2 separate regions of the Macaca mulatta genome follow, and region 1 is linked to region 2. The links are chromatin contacts, called in public Hi-C maps. All regions are on one chromosome and are shown on one strand. Each heading gives the region's core, a stretch centred on a gene start, on an enhancer-like site or on the middle of the called end of the contact. The rest is flanking DNA. Distances are from core to core; before and after follow the strand shown. Region 1 holds the start of AMMECR1L (AMMECR1 like). Region 2 holds the start of UGGT1 (UDP-glucose glycoprotein glucosyltransferase 1).

Region 1 (4,528 bases), core at 159-2,658, 190 kb before region 2:
CAGTGAAAGAGGATAAGGCCCAGAGGGATAAGGGTGAGGGACCGTGGCAAGGAGAGGAGTTCAGATCAGGACAGGGAATGGAGGAGGGCAAAGAGTGAAGGGCACAACCCACAGCCTGGGAAAGAGAGAGGCATGAAACCCAGCGTGTCAGGTGGACGGATCACGGAACAGGGGTCCAGCGCAGGTTAAGGAAGGAGGGCCCAAGGGTAGGGGTGGGAAAAAGAGAAGAGGAGGAGGAGGAAGCGCGCGTGTGAAGAGTGTTAAGAAAACGACAGGCCAGAGCAGGGAGGGGAAAAGCAGGCCGAGGGAGAGGGTGAAAGGTGAAAAACGAGGGTATGAGGAAAGAGGGTCCGGGGCGCTGGGGAGTTGGGGAGACGATGGAGCGACGGGTAGAGCAGCTTGGGCCGAGCCGCGGGGGTGGAATCCAGACGCCGGGCGGGGGAGGGGGCGGCGGGACGGTGGGTGGGGGCCACCAGGCGGCGCCGGAGACCACCAAACTTTACAACGAGCGAGTCTGCTTCCTGGAGGGAGTGCAGACAAGGACCAGGAGCGGGAGCCGAGCCTCGCGGCCCGGGGCACGGCGCCGCCCGCCCCTCCCCGGCAGTGCCTCCCGACCCCCTGCCCTCCGCTGGGACAGGGCCTGAGGCCCCCCCGCCGCCCGGGACCCCTCCCCCACGCTGCCCCGGGACCCTCGCCCCAGGACCGCGGGGTCTCCTCCCGGCCCCGCCGCCCGACCCGGCGAGAACAGGCCCGGCGGGCAAGGCGGCGGCGGCCCGAGGGAGGCCGGGCCCGGCAGCGGGGAGGAGGAGGGCGCGGCGCAGCCTGAGTTTCCCACCTTTTCTCCTGGCCCAGACGCGGCTGGGGCGGACGGGACCTCTCGTGCTCTGCCTCCTCCTTCTGCTTCATGGAGCCATGCGCCTGGGTGGGGGCTCCCGAGAGAAGCTGGCCCGCGGGCGGGCCGGACGCGCGGCGCGGACGGGGCGGGGCGAAGGAGGCCGGCTGGCGGAGGAGGAAGCGGCGGGGCGGCGGCGGCGGCCGGGAAGAACTAGAGGTATTCCCCGGGCGGCTGGAGGACTGAGTCGAGCCGGGACCCGAGTCCTCCGGTATCCCAGCAGCCACCGGAGGCAGTGAGGTAATGGAGGAAGAATGTAGGGAGTCCTCCAGTGGACCACACTCCCTCTAGCGAGCCGCGGAAACCATAGAGATCTGGGCTCAGCCGGAGGGCCGGCCCACTGCTGTCACGTGGCCTCTATCCGTGCGCCTTATTGGCTGGTGCTGGCTCTACGGGGTTGAATTTTGGACGCTGCCTGCCATTCGTGGGGCCGAGTTTCAGGCAGTTGGAGTAAAGAGAGACATCGGGGGAAAACCGCGAGAAGGCCAGCGTCCCTGGCCGGGCGCAGAGCTAGCCGACTGGGGCGCCTGGCTGTCAAGCTGGCCGGCGCAGTGCACGCTGGGCCGCCCCGGAGCGGTCGCAGAGCCCGCCGGGAGTCGTAGTCCGGGACGGGCGCGCAGTATTGTCCGCTACGCAGCTCGGGATCCGGGTCGGGTTGTCGGCTGGGTTGCTGCCGGGAGCTGTAGCGCGTTGGCCACCCAGCATTGAGCTGCCCGCGGCTGTTCTCCCTAAGCACCCTCGCTCACGTTGCTTCGCCTCGCCTGACCGGCCGCAACCTTCGAGACCAGCTTTAAATCGAGCCGACGACTGCCCGGCCCCGCCCGCGGGGAGGTGCGTGGGGTTCGGTGCCAGCCGCTCTCCCCTGGCCGGGCCAGCCTCTTGATGCACCGGGAACGGGCGCGCCCATCCGATTCGAGGGGCGGCCGGGCCCCATCTGTGTCTTTCGCTCCCGAGCCCCCAGCTAGAGTTGGCTTCAGCGGAATGCCTACTGTGCAGGATTATTCAACAAGCCGATTGATCACATTCTTCAGCTCTAGCAGGGCAAAAGCGTCACTCAAAAAGAACATTACAGATTTTTTTTGAAAGAAACTTCGGGGTAAATTTAATTTAAAATACTGATTTTTGATAACATTTGATCTTATGACAGCATTTATTTTTAATTACAGATAGGGTTACACTAAAAGTCATTTCTGACCTGCTTCCTTACCCTTATGGCTCCAAAATAAACTGTTAGGCCCTGAAGCAAAGGCGAACCCTGTTCTAGAGCAATGTCTTTCTTGTATTAAAAAACGGCCTCATGCTCACATATGGGCTGTTTTGTGTTTTGCTTTTGTGTTGTTGCACAAAGGAATCCTTAATATGTCTGTCCTCAAAGACCAAAGACAAGTATCTAGTAAAAAATGCAAATCATATCTAACAGTGAAGCTTTCCAGCAAAAACCTTCTGCTCTCGAATGCATAATTATGCCAGCATAAGATCTACTACTGCAGACTTTTAGCATAATTACCTATAGGCAGCAAAACCCTAGTCGATTGAGTGTCTGGTGCCTCTCAGACCTGGACTTCTCAAAGAGAATGGGCAAGGAGGACAAAAAGGAAGAGACAACTATGCTTTGTGGAACAAGAGATGACTTTAAAAATAATTCTCTAGCAGTCTTCCTAATTCCTGTCACAGACTTGATGTGCTTATCTGCTGTTGAGGCCACGGTTACCAGTTTCTAACCTTCTCTGTCTGAAAAACTAGAAATTAGATGCTCATATGGCCTAGAGCCAGAAGTGCAGGAGGCAGAAAGTCAGGGGCCAGGCTTTTTGGTTTGTTTCTGAATAAGGCGGCCAAATCCTGACTTAAAATAATCAGAATAAATGTTACAGAGTGATGGTCTTTCCAGCTGAAAGCCTTAAAACATGGCATCTGGAAGAAGGCCTTAGTCTATTGCTCCCAGGGTGGTACTAGATAGTCATTAAACAGCCCACAGATAAGGGAGTTACTGCTCCCTGGTTATTGGGCTGCCAGGAATTAAATGATGGAACTAAGTTTCACTTGAAACATTCCCAAATTAAAACAAAAACAAGCCTGGCTTTGAGCTGTTGAAAAGGCATTTTACTGAGAGATCCAGATGCTGTTGCTGTTCTTAAATGATGTTGAAAGGCAAAGGGTCAGGACTTTCAAAAAGTCACTTTGAGGTTACCTCACGTAAGCAACAGCCTGAACTGATGCAAAAATAAACAGAATGAAATTTTGAACAGGAGAAAGAAACTAAACTGAGGGCAGTGTATGCCATAAATATGGAAGAGGCTGTCTCTTATTTATCTTCTCATTTCCTGTACATAATACAGAAACCTGGTATGTAATAGGCATACAATTATTTGTAGCCCAACTGAATAAATAAGGAAGGAAACCAACAAGCAGTGGGCAGATAATATACTTGGGAAAGCAGAACTGCAGAGAAGCTGGGTGGCTCAAGGCCTCTGCATGATCCTTAAATGTCACTCCAATCGGCTGTGACGTAGCTGTACCACTCATCCGAATACCCCAGAACAAATTGTCTGCCTCCCTCATGTACAACTTTTATCATTTCTTATCTTGAATGGTTATGTAGTAGTGGCTGGGCGCGGTGACTCACGCCTGTAATCCCAGCACTTTGGGAGGCTGAGGCAGGCGGATCACCTGAGGTCAGGAGTTCGAGACCAGCCTCAACGTGGAGAAACCCCGTCTCTACTAAAAATACAAAATTATCCGGGCATGGTGGTGCATGTCTGTAATTCCAGCTACTCGGGAGGCTGAGGCAGGCGAATTGCTTGAACCTGGGAGGCAGAGGTAGCGGTGAGCCGAGATTGCACCATTGCACTCCAGCCTGGGCAACAAGAGCGAAATTCCGTCTCAAAAAAAAAAAAAAAAGAAGAATATGTAGTAATGGTTGAGAGTCCACTGGGGAATCAGCCTGCATAGATTCAGATCCCAGCCCTGACAGTGAATACCTGTGAACAAGTTACGTCAGTGACTCAGGCTTATCATCTGTAAAAGGAGGATTATAGCATTCCTGCCTCATAGGGATGTTATGAGATTTAAATACCAGTAAATCTATACATTATAAACCTTATCAGATTGGCGTGGTGAAAATACTCAGTAACAGCCTCGTGGGCATTCGAATGTTGAGATCAGCATGAAGTTAGCCTGTATACTGGGCATACACATTCTTCTGGATTTGCTCCTTTTTGTGAGCAGTCAGTGAGCTAAAGGCATTTGCTAACCAGTAGGAATGAAGTAAGGTTTCAGACAGGATGTTGGTGGGTGATGTCGATTTTATGTGTCTCATTTGTCCCATTTCTCAACTTGAAGTGAGTCTGGCCTTGGTCTGCATCTGTGCTCTCCCCTCCACAAAAGGCAGGCCCAGAGAGACTCTGGAGATGGCCCGTGTCTCCTGTGTGTCCTCCATCACTGTGTCCACTTGGGCACTTCAAAGGTATGATCAGCACTGATCTGATTAAAAGAAATCTTTGTATATACAGATGCCTACATGGGTTGAATATTTCAGAGGTGTAAAGTAGTTTAAATAAACAAATAAGCCCTCCACTGTTTTGTTTGTTAAGCCATATTACTCTGAGGAGGTTTTCTGTTTCTTTTCTTTTTTTTTTT
Region 2 (4,681 bases), core at 1,362-3,861:
TGTAATCATCGGGGGAATGGGCTTAAGGGTACAAAATACCTCTGTGGGCCGGGCACAGTGGCTCACGCCTGTAATTCCAGCACTTTGGGAGGCCAAGGTGGGCGGATCACAAGGTCAGGAGATCGAGACCACGGTGAAACCCTGTCTCTACTAAAAATACAAAACATTAGCCAGGCGTGGTGGTGGCGCTTGTAGTCCCAGCTACTCAGGAGGCTGAGGCAGGAGAAGGGCGTGAACCCGGGAGGCGGAGCTTGCAGTGCAGCCGAGATCGCGCCACTGCACTACAGCCTGGGCGACAGAGCGAGACTCCGTCTCAAAAAAAAAAAAAAAAAAAACAAAAAAACAAAACCTCTGTGTACTATCTTTGCAACTTCTTGTGAATTTACAATTATTTCTAAATAAAAAGTTTAAGTTTTTTTAAAATCTGTTTTTGTTCAAATAAGGTAGCACTTTTCAGAGAAAGGTTTGGAAAAGGTGAAATCCAACTTTCTTAGAAGCTCTGCACTACCACTTAGTTGTATTTTAAAACTAAGCAAACTTTGGTTTTGTTCATGTATCACATAGCAGAAGATCAAGATAAGGCCAAGAAAAAGTATATAATCAACTTTGTAATATGGTGAATTAACAATTTCCTTTTTATGGAAGCATTAGCTGATGTGATTTTAAGAGGGCTAGAAAACACGCTAAGGAAAGCTAACGCAACAGCTCCCTTGTGAAATAAATTTTAAAATGCTCATTGTTTTTTCTTTTTGTGTGTGTACACATTTAGTTTTATTGTAAGAAAGCAACTTGTACACTTTTAACCCTTAAAACTGAGCATGAGCTTTCCTTTCCAGTGAAACAAAATTTAAAACTAAACAGCAACAAAATTACAATCGAGAATGTCAATTCCAAATAAGATCCTAGGGGTTCTGCTGATTCTCCCACTGAGTGGCAGGGCTCAAGTCATCATTAGGAGATAATTTATTTTAAAAGTGTCATCTTACGCAAGGATGTCTATCAAACATCACAATTAAACATGCCAAAGGAGAAGCCATGTTGTAAAATGTCCACTGAACCCATCCAAACATCTCAGACCCATTCTTTGCTGAATTCTAGAATCCCATTTTAAAAAAGTTTTTCTTTCTTTTTTTAAACACGAGAAAGTAGACAGAAAGATGTTGGTAAATGCTAACTGTCCATATTCACTAGAGACCCAGTGTACTCTCCGAGCCCAACATACAGAGCCAGCAGGAAGAAAGCTAGAATTGAAGGCTCTGCTACGCAGGGGCCTAGAGCCCTCCAGCTTCCAGCAGAGCGAAGGAGGTAGGTTTTTCTTTTTTTCCACAGAGCTGGGTGGTGGTGATTCCATACAGTTTTTGCTCAGACAGGCAAGGGATAAAAATGAATTTCGAACAGAAAGCGTTAGAGCCTCTTTTCCCATTGTATTCTGCTCAAGGTATTTCCCCCAAAATAAGTTGAGAACCAGAGTGTAAAGAAACCTCAAGAACAGGGAGACTGAGCACAAGTAGGGGGCGGGGGGAAAGACTGCAACTTGCTCCCAGGGACTGGAGAAAATGTTAAAAAAAAAAAAAAAAGGAAGGCTGGAATCCATCAGTGTTCTATTACTCATCTCCTTCATCCTCCTTTCCTTCCTCCCCTTCATCATCATCTTGGCTCATGTTTATTTCCTAAAATTATCTTGGGCCGGGTGTGGTGGCTCATGCCTGTAATCCCAGCACTGGGGAGGCCGAGGCGGGTGGATCACCTGAGGTCAAGAGTTCGAGACCAGCCTGGCTAACAGAGTGAAACCCCGTCTCTACTAAAAAGACAAAAATCAGCCCGGTGCGGTGGCGGGCGCCTGTAATCCCAGCTACTGGGGAGGCTGAGGCGGGAGAATCGCTTGAATCCGGGGGCGGAGGTTGCAGTGAGCCGAGATTGCGCCACAGCACTCCAGCCTGGGAGATAGAGCCAGACTCCAAATCCAAAAGAATACAAAAGTATTTTTGGCTTTTCATTCACTTTGACTTAATATAGTTAAACACATACCCTCCAAGAGACATTCATTTCTGGGTGGGTTAAATGCTACCTATTGCAAAACAATTTTAAACTGGTTTACATTAGTTAAAAATAAATAAATAAATAAATAAATAAATGGACAAAGCAGTCCCTGCAGACTAAGCTGCCGCTGCCCGAATAAGATAAGCTAAATCGGCTCCTAAAATTTAAAAAGTCTTCCTTTCATCCTGCCCCCCTGGAAGGTAGCTATCAACATTTTAGGGTTTAGTATAAAGTCGAAGATGCTCAGAAACATTAAGCCAAGTGTCCTTACTGTGCCACCGAAAGGCTAAAGGGAGTCAGCTTTTAACAAACGTTTAACGGAGTAGGTCCCAGAGTCCAAATTGGATTTCATCGACTGTTAAAGGTTTCGGGTCTCAGCTGCTGGCACAACGAACCTTCCCAAGACCTTGAGGACTGGCAGCCGACCCGCCACCCAGGAGAGCGGAAGTGCGGAGAGACGCCGGACGCCCCCGCTCGGGGATAAGACGCCGACCGCCCGACGCTCTGGCCTGCTAGGTCTCGACTCGGTAGCCGGAAGTCCTCTAGCGTTCGCCTTTAGGAAGCGGAAGTAAGAGGGCGGCCGGCAGCCGGGCAATTGCTTTGCGAGACTGGGTGTTGAGCCGAGCCGCGGGAAAGGCGCGTGTCGGCTTCTCACTGGCGCAGCCTGCACCGCCGCTGCAGCCCCGCCCCGCCCTGGCGTTGTCCCTGGCCCTGTGGCGGACTAACCACGGCCCGGGCATAGGCGGCAAGGGAGACGCGAGCGGTGCGTGTGCCGCGGCTGCGCTGCCGGTGACAGGTACCCAGGGGTGGCGTGAGGAGGCCTCATGGATGGAGAGAGGGTTTGGAGCGCAAGGCGACCCTGTGCCCCCGTCACATTGAGCTTTCGCCTCTACCGTGACTCAGTTTCCCCTCCGGTGTCCTATCCCTTCCCCTATTCGCGAGCGCCCTGAGTTGCCCTCAGTGGTGGTCTTGGCAAGGTATCGCTTCCGCGGGGGTGGCGGCTGGCTCTGTTCAGAGATCTTGAACCTTTTCTGAAGAGCTTTGGATCCTTGTGCCCAAGTGCAGAAGGAAGTGGGGGAAGTGTCCTACCATGAATTTAGACCAAGCTTGATCCTCAGTGAGTTGAGAACCAGCACTTTGCTGGACCCTGATTGCAGAACGACGTGCCTTTTAAAATAGATTTCTATTTTTCCTAAAATGAATTCGGGTTGATGTGCCTTGGTTGCTGTTTTCGTTTAATACTGTGATCTGTTGGCTGGAAATTGGATGATCCGGTTTCACTTTTAGTGTGGGACCTGCCAGATTGAGATCTGCAGCGTCGCCAATAACTTATAGATATGAACTGTTTTTGTTCCTTGGCCAGAATCTGCAGTTGTTTTGCATTTCTTGCCAGATTTGAGAAGGAGCATATTTTGTTCGTTTGAAGTCCTGGGGTCTTTTGCCTTATTGTGCCACACTAACTGTTTCGGAAACATTCACTGATGCACTTGCCAGCCAATTTTAGTGTAAAGTGCGCTCTTTCTTTCAATAATCTTACACTTGGCAAGCGTTTGAAGACAGCACCAAAAAACTTGGAATGATTGTAGCCTTTCACTTTGCTTTTTTTTTTTTTAAAGCAAGTCGAATTTAGCAACACTTGACTTCCTTTTGATAAACTTAGCTGAAGCTTATTTTTAAAAATTCTTATTTATTTTTTTGTAGAGACGAGGTCTTGTTATGTCCCAGTCTGATCTTGAACTCCTGGCCACATGAAACTTACTAAAGGAAGTGAGCATAATACTCGTATAGTAGCATAGCACATTTATAATGCACATTGAACTTCAGGGGAATATATTAAACTATGAAGAAAATTCTTTTAGAATTTTCCTGCAGCTGTCTGTGAGCATTTTCTTTTTTAAGTTTCCCTGTAACAATACAAGACAATGTGATAATTTTCTTTTTTCTTTTTTTTTTTTTGAGATGGAGTTTCGCTCTTGTCTTCTAGGCTGGAGTGCAATAATGAGGCGATCTCGGCTCACTACAACCTCTGCCTCCGCGGTTCAAGTGATTCTCATGCCTCTGCCTCCCAAGTAGCTGGGATTACAGGCACGTGCCACCACGCCCAGCACATTTTTTGTATTTTTTGTAAAGATGGGGTTTCACCATGTTGGCCAGGCTGGCCTCGAATTCTTGACCTCAGGTGATCCACCCGCCTTGGCCTCCCAAAGTGCTAAGATTGTAGCAGGACAAGCCACAGACAAAACCCCTCAGACACCGAGTTAAAGGAGGAAAGGTTTTATTTGGCCGGGAGCTTTGGCAAGACTCACATCTCCAACAATGGAGCTCCCCAAGTGAGCAATTCCTGTCCCACTTTAAGGGGGTCCGCGTGAGAGGATCGTGATCGATTGAACAAGCAAGGGGTATGTGACTGGGGGCTGCATGCTCCAGTAAGAACAGAAGAGAACAGGACAGGGATTTTCACAGTGCTTTTCTATAGAATGTCAGTAATCTATAGATAACATAACCCATTAGGTCAGGGGTCGATCTTTAACTACCAGGCCCAGGGTGTGGTGCGGGGCTGTCTGCTTGTGGATTTCTTTTCTGCATTTTAGTTTTTACTTCTTTCTTTGGAGGCAGAAATTGGGCATAAGACAATATGAGG

What was found. Hi-C and Micro-C count contacts between places; a contact is called where the count stands out from the background.
Region 1: a contact with region 2 is called in a Hi-C map of liver, with 5 times the contacts expected there. The contact joins the promoter of AMMECR1L here to the promoter of UGGT1 in region 2. A contact is called at or near these places in 5 of 14 Hi-C or Micro-C datasets (CD4 T cells, cortical neurons, fetal cortex germinal zone and 2 more).

What each region holds. Positions count from the first base shown.
Region 1 is chr12:9,387,030-9,391,557 of T2T-MMU8v2.0, reverse strand. It overlaps AMMECR1L (AMMECR1 like), which reads right to left and starts at 1,408. Exons shown (of 9, transcript XM_015109827.3): 1 at 836-1,408. The region is part of intron 1 of WDR33 (WD repeat domain 33); the gene reads right to left.
Region 2 is chr12:9,195,003-9,199,683 of T2T-MMU8v2.0, reverse strand. UGGT1 (UDP-glucose glycoprotein glucosyltransferase 1) reads left to right here and starts at 2,611. Exons shown (of 41, transcript XR_003721203.2): 1 at 2,611-2,836.